2 separate regions of the Mus musculus genome follow, and region 2 is linked to region 1. The links are chromatin contacts, called in public Hi-C maps. All regions are on one chromosome and are shown on one strand. Each heading gives the region's core, a stretch centred on a gene start, on an enhancer-like site or on the middle of the called end of the contact. The rest is flanking DNA. Distances are from core to core; before and after follow the strand shown. Region 1 overlaps Plppr1 (phospholipid phosphatase related 1). Region 2 overlaps Plppr1 (phospholipid phosphatase related 1).

Region 1 (6,036 bases), core at 1,907-4,406:
TCCCCGTACGCAGAGCCTCTTTATCTTAGAGAGTGTTGCCCTGGTGTGCTAAAGACATAGATCTCCACCAAGATCTGGCCAGGGGCTTGGGCTCTGCTGTAATTTGCCTTTGGGATGAGTGACTCTCAGTTTTTCCATGTGCAGAATAGACTTTTAGCAAAGTTCTGTTGAGCATTAATGGAATTAAGGACTTGGCAGAGTACCTGATACACAGATCAATAAATGCTAACCTGTTCTTTGTCTTGTGTTAGGTACCACATTTCAAAGGTATTGCAATATTATGCTGGCTGACGTCCCACAGACCAACAGGAATTTGTTAGAAACCTATTCTAGAAGCCCATAATCATTATGTGTCCTGGATGGCTAAGGAGCCTCTGGATGCAAAGGCTGTGACCTTCAGAAAAGAGCCCTTTCTCTTAATATACCTTATTCTTTATTTTTCTTTCCAATTGTTAGAATTTTGGCTTCTTTAATTACATCTCCACAAATAATGAATTACTGGGTTATTTTAATTATTGAATTTATGTTTCTTTTTTCATTTTTATTGGTTATTTTATTTATTTATATTTCAAATGTTACCCCTCTTCCCAGTTTCCCCTCCACTAACTCCTATCCCCTTCTCCCTCCCTCTGCCTCTATGAGGTGCTCTCCCAACTGCCCACCCTCTCCTGCCTCAGCACTCTAGCATTTCCCTATCCTGGATCATTGAGCCTCCATAGGACCAGGGGTCTCCCTTCCCAATGATGCCAGATAAGGCGATTCTTTGCTACATATGAGGCTGGAACCATGGGGTCTCTTCATGTGTACTCTTTGTTTGGTGGTTTAGTCCTTGGGAGCTCTGGGGGTCTGTTTGACTGATATTGTTGTTCTTCCTATGGGGTTGCAAACCCCTTCAGCTCCTACAGTCCTTGCCCTAGCTTTTTCATTGGGGTCCCTGCCCTCGGTCCAATGCTTGGCTATGTACATCCATATCTGTATTGGTCTGGCTCTGGCAGAGTCTCTCAGGGGAGCCCTTTCTAAGGAGAGCTAGCCTTTGTCTCTACCTGATCCTCTGTGACTGGTCACACCCTTTTATATCCAGCCCCATTTACCATTGGGAAGGTTTAACTTCTAGAAAGTGCTTCTCTAAATTGGGCTTGAAATTGGCCTCTCTGTGCCAGCTAGACCCACTGATGAGTTATAACTTAGTCTACTAAGTCGCCAAAAATACCAATATACTTGATAACAGAAGGTGCAGGATGAAAGAGTCATTTACCTGAACTATGTTACAGTAGGCAGAGCCTCACAGGATTGGCCATATAACTTGCCTTACTTAGTTGGGGTTTCTATTGCTATGATAAAACACTGTGGCCAAAAGCAACTTGCTGATGAAAGGGTTTATTTTAACTTAAAGTTCTCTGGTCGTATTTCATCGCTGAGAGAACTGAGGATACAATTTGTGCAAGAACACAACAGCAAGAACTGAAGTGGAGGCCACGGAGAAAGGCTGTTTTCTGGCTTGTGCTTCATGGTTGTCTCAGCCTGCTCTCTTATAACACCCAGGATGGATTGTCCAGAGGTGGACCCGCCTACAATGGGCTGGACCCTTATATATCACCTGCTAATTAACAACATACATCACAGGCTTGTCTACAGGCTAATCTTCTGAAGGCATTTTCCCAATTGATGTTCCCTCTCCTCAGTGAATCTAGCCTGTGTCATGTTGACAAACAAAAATGCCAGATATCTCTTCTCTAGGGTAAAGAGATTCTAAAGGCAAGAGGGAAGAGTCTGAACTGACTATAAATGCCGAGGGTAAACCATACTTCCATCTTTGGATGGAGGAAAGAATATGCTACAATATTGTTCATCCAGGTAACTAAATGGAAAGGTGTTGAGTTAAATGGGACATAGCACTTATATTACATAACAGGCACTTGTCCTTCCATTCATTCATCAAGGTCTGTTGCTAAGTGACTACAGGATGAAGGGTGAGGACGCCATTTAGAAAGATTCCATGCCCATCAATGAGACTCTACACAAAAAAAGATATGTCTAAGTTTAGTGATGTGGCTCAGTGTTAGAGTGCTTGGCTGATAATAATAATATTTATGATAGTTCCTTGAGAAATAATAAAATATAGACAATAAGACATAATGCCATTGGTATCATTGGTGAATGACCTTGAAAACAAGAAACAACAAATATGAGCCTTTGAATGCTATTTCTGCTTTTAAAAGTTATAAACCCTAATATGAGCAATTTTCATCAGCAAGATCAACACAGCCACTCACTAATTGGGTCTCTCAATGGTCACAGCGTAAGTGAAAGTATCAAGAGAGGTGAAGAAATGAAAGGGAAACTATGAGAGGTTGTGCATTCTTCTCACTCGACAGATGCTGAGTTTTACTACTGTATATGTATAGATATTTTTCTCTTGGGAAGACATAGTAAGAAGTGGCTGGAAAAATCACCTTAGGTGTGAAGATGTGAGTCTCAGCTACTGGAAAAAACTCAGAGTTTTTTTTTCTTAGCCAATAAATGAAAAATTCAGTAAGGCACAGGCTAAATGTGCTAAACGGGAGGAAAAAAAAAACCACTTCATGTGGGCAAGCCATATTGGTGAACAGAGGTCACAAGCCCTCCAGAGAATCTGCCCGAGTAGCTGATGGCAGCACAAATGCTCTCCTAAACGCAGGACCAGCCTTCAATGCTACTGAACAGATATAGGATGGGAATGGGTGATTTGGATGGCGGAAGGGAGTTGATGACAGGGTATTATTATGAAGCCCAGTGCAACTGAGTTCTTTAAACAAGAGAAAGATCCTAGGGACTAACGGACATTCTCTAGTTCCTGTTCAAGGCATTTGATCCAGCTCATGAAGGCCTCCAGTGGTCTGCAGAAGGCAAAATGGTTGTAACGAGCTAGGTGGCCCTTCCTGTCCAAGACCAAGCTCAGTCGGTATCTAGTTTCCCAATGGCGTTTGCTAACCCACTTTGGGATCTTCAGGGTGAGAGCTCCTCAGTCTCTCCACAGCCTAACCTCTCTCCATAGGGGTTACTGGCCCACGGGCATCTCTCTATTCTGTAGCACAGCACACTCATAGAAAGAGACAGATATCTCCAGGCAGTTAATGGCCTCCAGGGGGAAAGCTGGAACACTCTGAAGCCCTCTGCTGCCCTCCACAGGCCACACACGATGGGCAAAGTTTGCTAGTCAGCTCTGGGCCAGTGCGGTATAAAGTAGATTACTCCAGTCATCTCTCAGAAGGCTAGGTGAACTTCCACTCTGCCCCAAACAGAAGCTTACTCTACTGGAACATGAGGACATGATAACATAGGTAAAGTTCCACTCGGAAAACTCTACTCAAAATCATCCTGCACAGAAGGGTTTGCTATGGTTCCAGACATGGCATGATTGTAGAGGTATGAAAAAGAACAGGAGCTCTCAAAAAAAAAAAAAAAAAAACAAAAACAAAAACAAAAACAAAAAAAAAAAAAACTGCAGTGGTCAGCCCTGAAATCATATACATACAAGTACCATTATAGGGATGAGACAGGTTGTAATGCTTTTAGGAAAACACACACACATACACAGGAGAGAAAGAGAGAGACAGAGGGGGGAGACCAGAGGGAGAGAAAGAGAGAGGGAAAGGGAGAGAGGGAGGGAGGGAAGCATGGAGGGAGGGAACACAAAAGGGAATAAAAAGGAAGAGTTGGAAGGAGAAACTTGGAAGAGGTAAAACAATGCTGTTTAATTAATGATGTTTTAATTAAAAATTATTTCAAAGAAAACTCCCCAGTGTTCCATGCCCCACTCTGTCTGACCCATGCCCAGGCACCCAACTCTAGTCCAGAAGAAAAATAACTTATTCTCTGAGTCCAAACGCAACATGGATGTTTATTCCAGAAATAAACATCTCATGCAAATGTACACTTCATGTGTGCTACCCTTGTTTTGGAGGCATAAAAGTTTAAAACATAAGACTTGCTATCAATGTCTTTCATAGGCAGACAAGGAAAGAGCTCTTGAAGGAAATTAGTTAGGAGCCAAGCTGTGAGGACATAAGAGCAAAAGACAGTTGTTTATGTCTCTGGGGCTAAGGAGAAGAAGGAAGAACCATTTATCTGACATGCCACTTGTATGTTTAAAAAGGCAGGCAGGCAGGCAGGAAGGCAGGAAGGCAGGAAGGCAGGAAGGCAGGAAGAAGGCAGGAAGGCAGGAAGGCAGGAAGAAGGCAGGAAGAAGGCAGGAAGGCAGGAAGGCAGGAAGAAGGCAGGAAGAAGGCAGGAAGGCAGGAAGGCAGGAAGAAGACAGGCAGGCAGGCAGGCAGGCAGGCAGGCAAGAATTTAATGGGTTCCCAACTTCTATAGGAGTTCAAATAGAACTCCTTTAGCAGAAACTATAGCTTGATCCATGACTTTGTGTGTATATAGTATATGCATATATGTGTCCACAAGTGCACGCATGAGCTTGCAAAATAGAGTGTCAATGTCAGGTCTCCTCCTTGATCACACTCTACCTTAATATCTGAGGCAAGACCTCTCCCTGAATCTAAAACTCACAGATTTGGCTAGATTAGCTGACCAATGAGCCCCCCAAATATCTTCTGTGTCGATCTCATTTGGATTATACATACAGACCACCACACTCAGATCTTTATGTGGATGCTTGCTAGGGAAGCACTTTACCAACTGGGCCAACTCCTGAGGCCTTGGCTTCACACCCTCCCTGTAGCATCAGTAGCAGTTTTTATATTGCTCTCTAATGTCGACTAGTGCCACTGAAATGCAACTTTATCTCTGAAATGCAGCTTTATCTCAAATAGTAGGTACCCAGAACCCCCAAAAATGTTCCAGGCATTTACTCCCCCATTCAGACACACTGTGCTTCACTTTCTCCTTAATTTCTCTCCCTCTCTTGTTGTATTTATTCAATTTTGTCTCAGCCACTTTTTCTAGAATGGCAAACCTGGTTCCTGCTGTGTCCCTCTAAGTTCATTCGCCCATGGGCAGTTGTTTTTATTCTGCTCATCCCCAGCTCAGCTTCTCTAAACCTTGAAGTTTAGAACCTGACCAGCTAACACCCATGTCCTGTCTACGAGGTTTTACCTAAGATCCCTGGGGGTCATGGCCCATGGCAGTCACTGTTTGCCTTCAACACCTCCCTGCCTGCCTGTATCCTAAGACAGTAGTAAGCAATCAAAGCTGTCACAGCTATATCATATCTTAAGAAGCTTCCCTGGTCTACTCGGAGCCCTCTTTGAGCAGTTGCTTTTATTTTCTTTCACTCACGGGCCACCAGATGGATTGTTCCCCTATGTGTCCATAATAATCATTGCTGGACGTGAACATTTTATCTCCATTGACAGTCCTAGTAAAGTAGCTCTTAACAAGAGTTAGCCTCGGAATCAGGGAGCCCCACTCAATTTGAGAAGAAGTCGATTACACTGCAGTGGTTATGAGAATACTGGTAGATTAATGCCCACAATGTGCCAGGTTCTTCATGTCACTGCACGCTTCCAACTCCCTTCTGACAGTTTAACTTAAAGTTCAATTTAAGGGAGATTAAGGGATTTCCTTGAGGTTTTTCACTCACCCCATGTCAGAGCCTGGCCTTGGAAATATGTATTTGTTGCCCATTGTTTTAGAGTTCCAATTATTGGGATGAAACATCATGACCGAAAGCATTGTGTGTGTGTGTGTGTGTGTGTGTGTGTGTGTGTGTGTGTTATTTAGCTTGTATTTCTGTATCACAGTTCATTAGTAGAAGCAGTCAGAGCAAGAACTGAAAGGGAGCAGGATCCTAAAGGCAGGAACTGGTGCAGAGATCATGGAGGAGTGGTACTCCAGGCCTGCTCCTCCTGGCTTGCTCAGCCTGTTTTCTTATAGAACCCAGGACCACCTGTTCAGGGCGGTGCCACCCGTAAGCAACTGGGTCCTCCCACATCAATTACTGATTCAGAAATGCTCTGCAGCCTGAGGTTTTTCCTCAACTGAGGTTTCCTTTTCTCTGATGACCAGTTTGTGTCAGGTTGACAGAAAAACTAGCCTGCA
Region 2 (6,036 bases), core at 1,792-4,291, 62 kb before region 1:
ATACTATGTCCAGTTTTCTGAGGAACCACTAAACTGATTTCCAGAGGGGTTGTATCAGCTTGCAATCCCACCAGCAATGGAGGAGTGTTCCTCTTTTTCATATCCTCACCAGCATATGCCGTCACCTGAGTTTTTAATCTTAGCCATTCTGACTGGTATGAGGTGGAATCTCAGGGTTGTTTTAATGTGCATTTCCCTGATGACTAAGGAGGTTGAACATTTCTTTAGGTGCTTCTCAGCCATTCGGTATTCTTCAGTTGAAAATTCTTTGTTTAGCTTTGTATCCCATTTTTAATAGGGTTATTTGGTTCTCAGGAATCTAACTTCTTGAGTTCTTTGTATATATTGGATATTAGCCCTCTACTGAATGTAAGATTGGTAAAGATCTTTTCCCAATCTGTTTGTTGCAGTGAAAAAATAAACATAGCTTTTGTCCACTGATTCTCAAATCACACATACATATTTTCAAAATCGTGTCCAGTTTTAAGTCTGTGCTATTCTATATGCATGAGAGATTACTGGGCTAAGATATTATTTGGCACTACAGTGTTTAATGCTACTAATCTAATAGGCATAGGATGGCTGTGAGCTTAATAAGGCTTATGGGCCACAAAACTCAGTTTCTGTGAATGAGTCCACATGGCAATATTGAACATGAGGAGAGAGACAAGGAGTTGTCTTCTTTTCAGTATTGATCCTCTAACAAGTACATGGTTTTATGCCTCAGTCCTATGAAAAGAAGGTCTATATGCAGAAGTTTAAGATACAACGCCCCAATCTGGATGTGGTGGCATGTGCCTTTATACAAGCACTCAGAAGGCAGAGGTAGGTAGGTCTCTGTGAGTTTGAGCCCAGCCTTGTCTATTCAGGGAGTTCTAGTCCAACTAAGTAGAAAGAGTCAGGCCGCATCACAAAACCAACCAACCAACCAACCAACCAACCAACCAACCATCCAATATAAAGGAGACTCCTTCATGAGTGAAGATAGAAATTCCAGGCACACCTGTGGGGCTGTTAGAATCCTGTACTAGTAGTCCAGATGTTATCAACTGTCAGTGGCATACTGGGTCATATCAATACCATGAGGCCTGCCATTAATGTTCACAGGCTAACAAAGCCTGGGAAACTCAGATCACAGCCATTCTGAATTCATTCCCTTCCCATTCACTGAACTAGCTAATCTTACTAATTTCTCATAGGATCACCTACTTCATACAGTATGACTTTCATGGATTTATCTGGTTCCACTATATAATGAACAAGCATCTTCAAATACACTGCCTGTATTTTAATATCAGAACTTTTATTTTTCAGCATTACAGACCACTTTATGATAAAGTAATGAATCACCATGTACCAAAGTCTGTTCATTTATGATTATTTCTGGAAGATAGATTTATATACTTTCGGATTTGCAGCATATTGCCAATCTACTTTGTCCAAAAACTGATATGTTAACCATCCCTTTAAAAAAGGGAGTATTTCTATCTCCTATTTTTATAGGCTCAGAGATCTAGTTGGTGTATTAAGGAAACTGCTTTGGTCTATATGGTCCATGCTCACACAGCTATGTCTGAGCTGAAAGATACTTAGAATCTGAAGGGTGTGTTAATCCTCTCCCAATCAAGTTCAAGCTAGAGTCCTATCTCCAATATACTACCTCATGGAAAGTTGTTTCTGCTTGAGGAACAATGGGGTTTCCCACATAAATCATTAATAGATAAAATCTCCGCAAACATTTTCCAGTGTCTTATTAACTGGAACTTGACTAAGTAAACCTGTAACATGTAAATGAGACAGGATTTCATTTTTAGTGGAAAAAGAACTCATGAGGACACTTAGTGATACACAACTTAGGCTGAAAAAAAAAGACTTTCTCTCTTTCCACTGTTCATTTCTATGTTGGATGTAATGGGAAATGGCCATATGCTTATGGCTCTTGATAATGAAATGCTAGTGGTAATGACATACCTGATCAAATATGAGCTTTAAAGGTCAGTTTTATGAGTCTGCAAGATTGTTTCACCTTATAAAAATAAACATGGAACCACTCTGGGATGGAGGCTCCAAAGGATTTGGTCCTGAAGAGAATGAGATGAGATGAACAGACATCTCTTATCAACAACCACAGTGTAAGAAAGTAGCCTGTATGTTAGTCAAGCCACCAGCATTTAGGTACAGCGAGTTACAGTGGCAGAATCTATTCTATACAGCAAGAATTAATAACTTGGGAGACAATTTGTGTACATTGTCTAATCTTTTATACAGTTATAATTATATGTACTATGTTCTTTAGATGCTTCAACAGTGCAGCTATAATTGTTTTCAGTATTTTGACATATTAAGGCACAATGTACACTAATGCATATGTACAAAATATTTACATGTTACAAAACTGTATTCACCAAACTTAGATTGGTAGTGAATTCTGAACGGGCAAAGAGGGAAATGAAATCCTATAAGAAAGAATACAAAGGAGCTTTGACTGCATCAGGCAAGTCCTATGATGATGATGATGATGAAATCCAAGCCAAATAATGTCAAAATGCTGAAGTTCTGTACAGCTAAATTATGAAGACTTTGCTGATTATATTTTTACTGTATAAAAGTCTAGTTGAATTCATTCAAAATGCATTTTTACAAACAGTGTTATATTGGAACTAGGAAAGATGGCTCAGGTCTTAGCACCCACATGGCAACTCATAACAGTCTGTAATCCCAGTTCCAGAGGAAGTGATGCCCTCTTTTTACTTCTGTGGGCACCAAGCATACATGCGGTGTACAGACACTCATACACATAAAAATAAAAGCAAGCAAATCTTTTTAGAAAAAAATGTCATCTAATACCAAGAGCTCAGAGTATTTTCTGAGTCTCACTAGTCAATGTAAGTCTCCATCAAGTCAAAGGATTTTGCAAAGAGCTTTAGGGAGTTGAAATCTATCTTGATCAAAATGTAAAAATGTTTTTTAGGGTCTTCAAGGAAGACAGATTCTAGGAAAGGAAGTTCACACTTCCACAGTTCAATGTGTCTTCCTTCTGGTCCCTGAAGACATAAACAAGAACTTCTCTCTAATCCACTGCTTCTCAATCTTCCTAATGCTGCAACTCTTTAACACAGCTCCTCATGTTGTGGTGATCACAACCATAAAATTATTTCATTGTGACCTCATAATTGTAATGTTGAAACTATTATGAATTATAAAGTAAATATTTGATATACAGAATATCCAATATGTAACCAATATGGAATCATGGCCCAGAGGCTGAGAACCAATAATTTAACTGGTTCTCCACTGGACAAAGTTCAGCAGTTCACTGTAATAGTGATAGCTATATATACACAGTGAAAGAAAAGAATACTTTATATTGTAAAGCTCCAAACTTTAATGTCGGAAGCTGTGTTGCCTTGGGCCAGTCAGTTTCTTCTTTGTTCTTCAGATTTTTCTTTTGGAAGTTAACATGTGAAGACAAATTTCTTTTATATAGGATCATAAATATTGTTCTACTAATGTTTTAAGCATACAGTTTTAAGGAAATATGATGTATTTGATGATAGAATATCAGTATCTGTGGATGGGAAGGGGCTGAGATCTCTGAAAGGAAGAGATTTCATTATAATTAATTCATTTCATTAACATGCTCACGAGAGCACAGACACTCTTACTCTGCTCATCCCTTTCCCAGTCTCCTCTTTCTTACTTCTGAGGTTGAGGGTTGTTTGTTTGTTTGATTTTGTTGTTGTTGTTGTTGTTTGTTTGTTGTACTTCATAGAAGCACGTACTTCTCCCAAGAGTTGCAGGAAGGAGAACTAACCATTGAGGTGATCAGAGAAGGCAGCATGGGGATGTAGGAAACCAGATTCCCAACCCCACGTCTTTGATCAAACTCACTCCCAGTTGGTTTCCTCAGCTCCTGGTCCCTTGGCATTCAGGACAAGATCATCTTGCTGGTCCTCACTTCTCTTATTTTGTGAGATCTTGTTTTAACTGGGACCTGGACCCATTCTAAAGGAGTCTCACTCACTCCCTCAGAAAATCAAAAACCAAGAATGGAGTTCTGCCTTTAAAACTAGCCTGGGGACCATGATACTTACCAAAATGGACAACTGAATATTGATTGCACCAAAAACACCATTAAGTGATGTTTGTCCAGAAAAGTATAGGCAAAAAATTTTATCATTAATATTTGCCACTGTAATTTAAAAGCCATATAAATTCATTGTTCTGCTATCTAGTAAAGTTTCTTCCTAAAATCATGTAAGCCCCCAAAATTCACATATAGCAGGATTAAACTACCCAGAGGCTGTCTCTTCTGTCGGTTTTTGGTGTGTGTGTGTGTGTGTGTGTGTGTGTGTGTGTGTGTGTGTCTATGCAAGTACACACAGGCACAAGTGTATAATTGGCTTACTTTCATCTTTGTGCCAAAACTGTTACTTTAAAATTATTCTTGTCAAGCATGTGTTACTCAGCAAGAATGCTCGGGTGCCTCACCTCATTAATTTTTCAAAAGCTCTCATGATGCATTCCTATTTCTTTCTGTTTAACAAAGTAACTGAAATCTTAAAGGACAAACAAGTTTGTATCGGCAACAAACAATAGAGCCAGGACTTGAGTCCAGAAAGCTTCATAACAACTTATATATTTTCCATTTCATTTTAGAAGACAATAAGATTCTGATATTTTTCTATAAGCAGAAACCAGTTTATTATTTTATTTATTTATTTCACTATTATTTATTTATTTAAAAACTGGAGACAAAACTTTCAATATGAATTAGGTATACAAATCTGAAAGAATCAAAATGTGAGGCTCATATACAAACAGGTAAAATGACTTAATCTAAGAAGCTGCAAGCTCAGGTTAGAAATGCAGGTACAGAGACATCCTTCTTCCCAAATCAGAGACACTTAAGGCAACGGACACAGATGGCATTCAATGCCCAAAGAGTGATGCACGGTTACTTCCCTTCCACCCTAAGGAAATCAAAATCAAGTTCTTGGCAAACATTGTATTATTTATTTATCTCCAGGATATGATTTATCATCATCATCTGATAGGTTCAATCTGAGAGGAATGAATTGTCAAACACGGGCAATAAAACTTGCAAGTACAGTCAACCACCAAAATGAGAAAACTAACCCTGGCTCATGCATACATGTCAAGCCTCTGCTGCATACATTATGGAAAGGTTTCCAGCCCCCAGTCTCTTCTGAGGAAGCACAGCTCCACATAGAGTTGGTCTTAGCACAAATACATTTGAAAGAGATTTGAAGGTGCAGTTTAGTAACGATTTTACAGAGGATACAATAAAATTGTCCTTAGAGAAATCTATTTGTATGTGGAGACATTTGTCCAAAACAGATAGTTACTATTAAGCATTTTGGGGGGAAAATGTCTAATTTTGCAAGGGAGCATGGGATACCACAAACAACACACATTATTTTTGTTCAGACTCCTGAGACACCAATTTATGAGTCTTTCCTTAGGGAAATGCTCTCTCTATAGATTCTCAAGCATGAAATGCGTTGCTGAAATAACAGATAAAGAAAAGGCAAGATGGAGACAGCAGGATGCAGAAAGGAGGGAGTGTACAAAAAAACACAGAAAGACTCCTGAGTCCTTTGGCACTGTTTTAATTTTCCTCTAACTGTTAGACTCTCAGTCCTGTGTCTTGATCCCTCCAAGATATTCCTAACTGTAAGATGCAGAAACAAAGCTGAGAGAGCCATGCCTCCTGTTAAAAATGAATTTTTCTCCTATTCCATCTGATTTCTCTGGCCTCTGTCCAGACAAACATTTGCTACTTTTTGCTTTTTCTACTGCAATTAGATCAGTGAAAAGCTAAAGTCTATTGGTCTGAAATACCACATGGATTTTTCTCTGATTGTGCTAAAACCCTTCCGTTCCAGACCCTCAGATCCTTATCCACATGTTAAGATTTCAGTGTCAGAGACAGAACCTGCTGGCGCTGGGAGGAGACAAAGGATTCATTCTGTCTGCCCAGCATTGCTTGCGTCTTAACCTATCTGCTTTCCT

What was found. Hi-C and Micro-C count contacts between places; a contact is called where the count stands out from the background.
Region 2: a Hi-C map of the 63-12 cell line shows a contact between it and region 1, with 3 times the contacts expected there. The contact joins two enhancer-like sites. A contact is called at or near these places in 2 of 39 promoter capture datasets (the C10 cell line and liver), 3 of 15 datasets of contacts at CTCF or cohesin (large pre-B cells, liver and pro-B cells), 15 of 484 Hi-C or Micro-C datasets (the 63-12 cell line, cerebral cortex, frontal cortex and 5 more) and 2 of 115 datasets of contacts at active chromatin or transcription factors (hepatocytes and large pre-B cells).

Annotation. Positions count from the first base shown.
Region 1 is chr4:49,151,156-49,157,191 of GRCm38.p6, reverse strand. The region is part of intron 1 of Plppr1 (phospholipid phosphatase related 1); the gene reads right to left. Among named protein-coding and RNA genes, the nearest start is that of Gm32657, 91 kb to the left of the region's middle. Within about 2 kb of position 3,156, at least 7 of the 459 cell types and tissues checked have an H3K27ac peak or open chromatin away from gene starts, as enhancers often do. A contact at or near this core is called in the 63-12 cell line and pro-B cells, where this site is marked.
Region 2 is chr4:49,212,971-49,219,006 of GRCm38.p6, reverse strand. All of the region lies in intron 2 of Plppr1 (phospholipid phosphatase related 1), which reads right to left. Among named protein-coding and RNA genes, the nearest start is that of Gm32657, 30 kb to the left of the region's middle. Within about 2 kb of position 3,041, at least 3 of the 459 cell types and tissues checked have an H3K27ac peak or open chromatin away from gene starts, as enhancers often do. A contact at or near this core is called in the 63-12 cell line and pro-B cells, where this site is marked.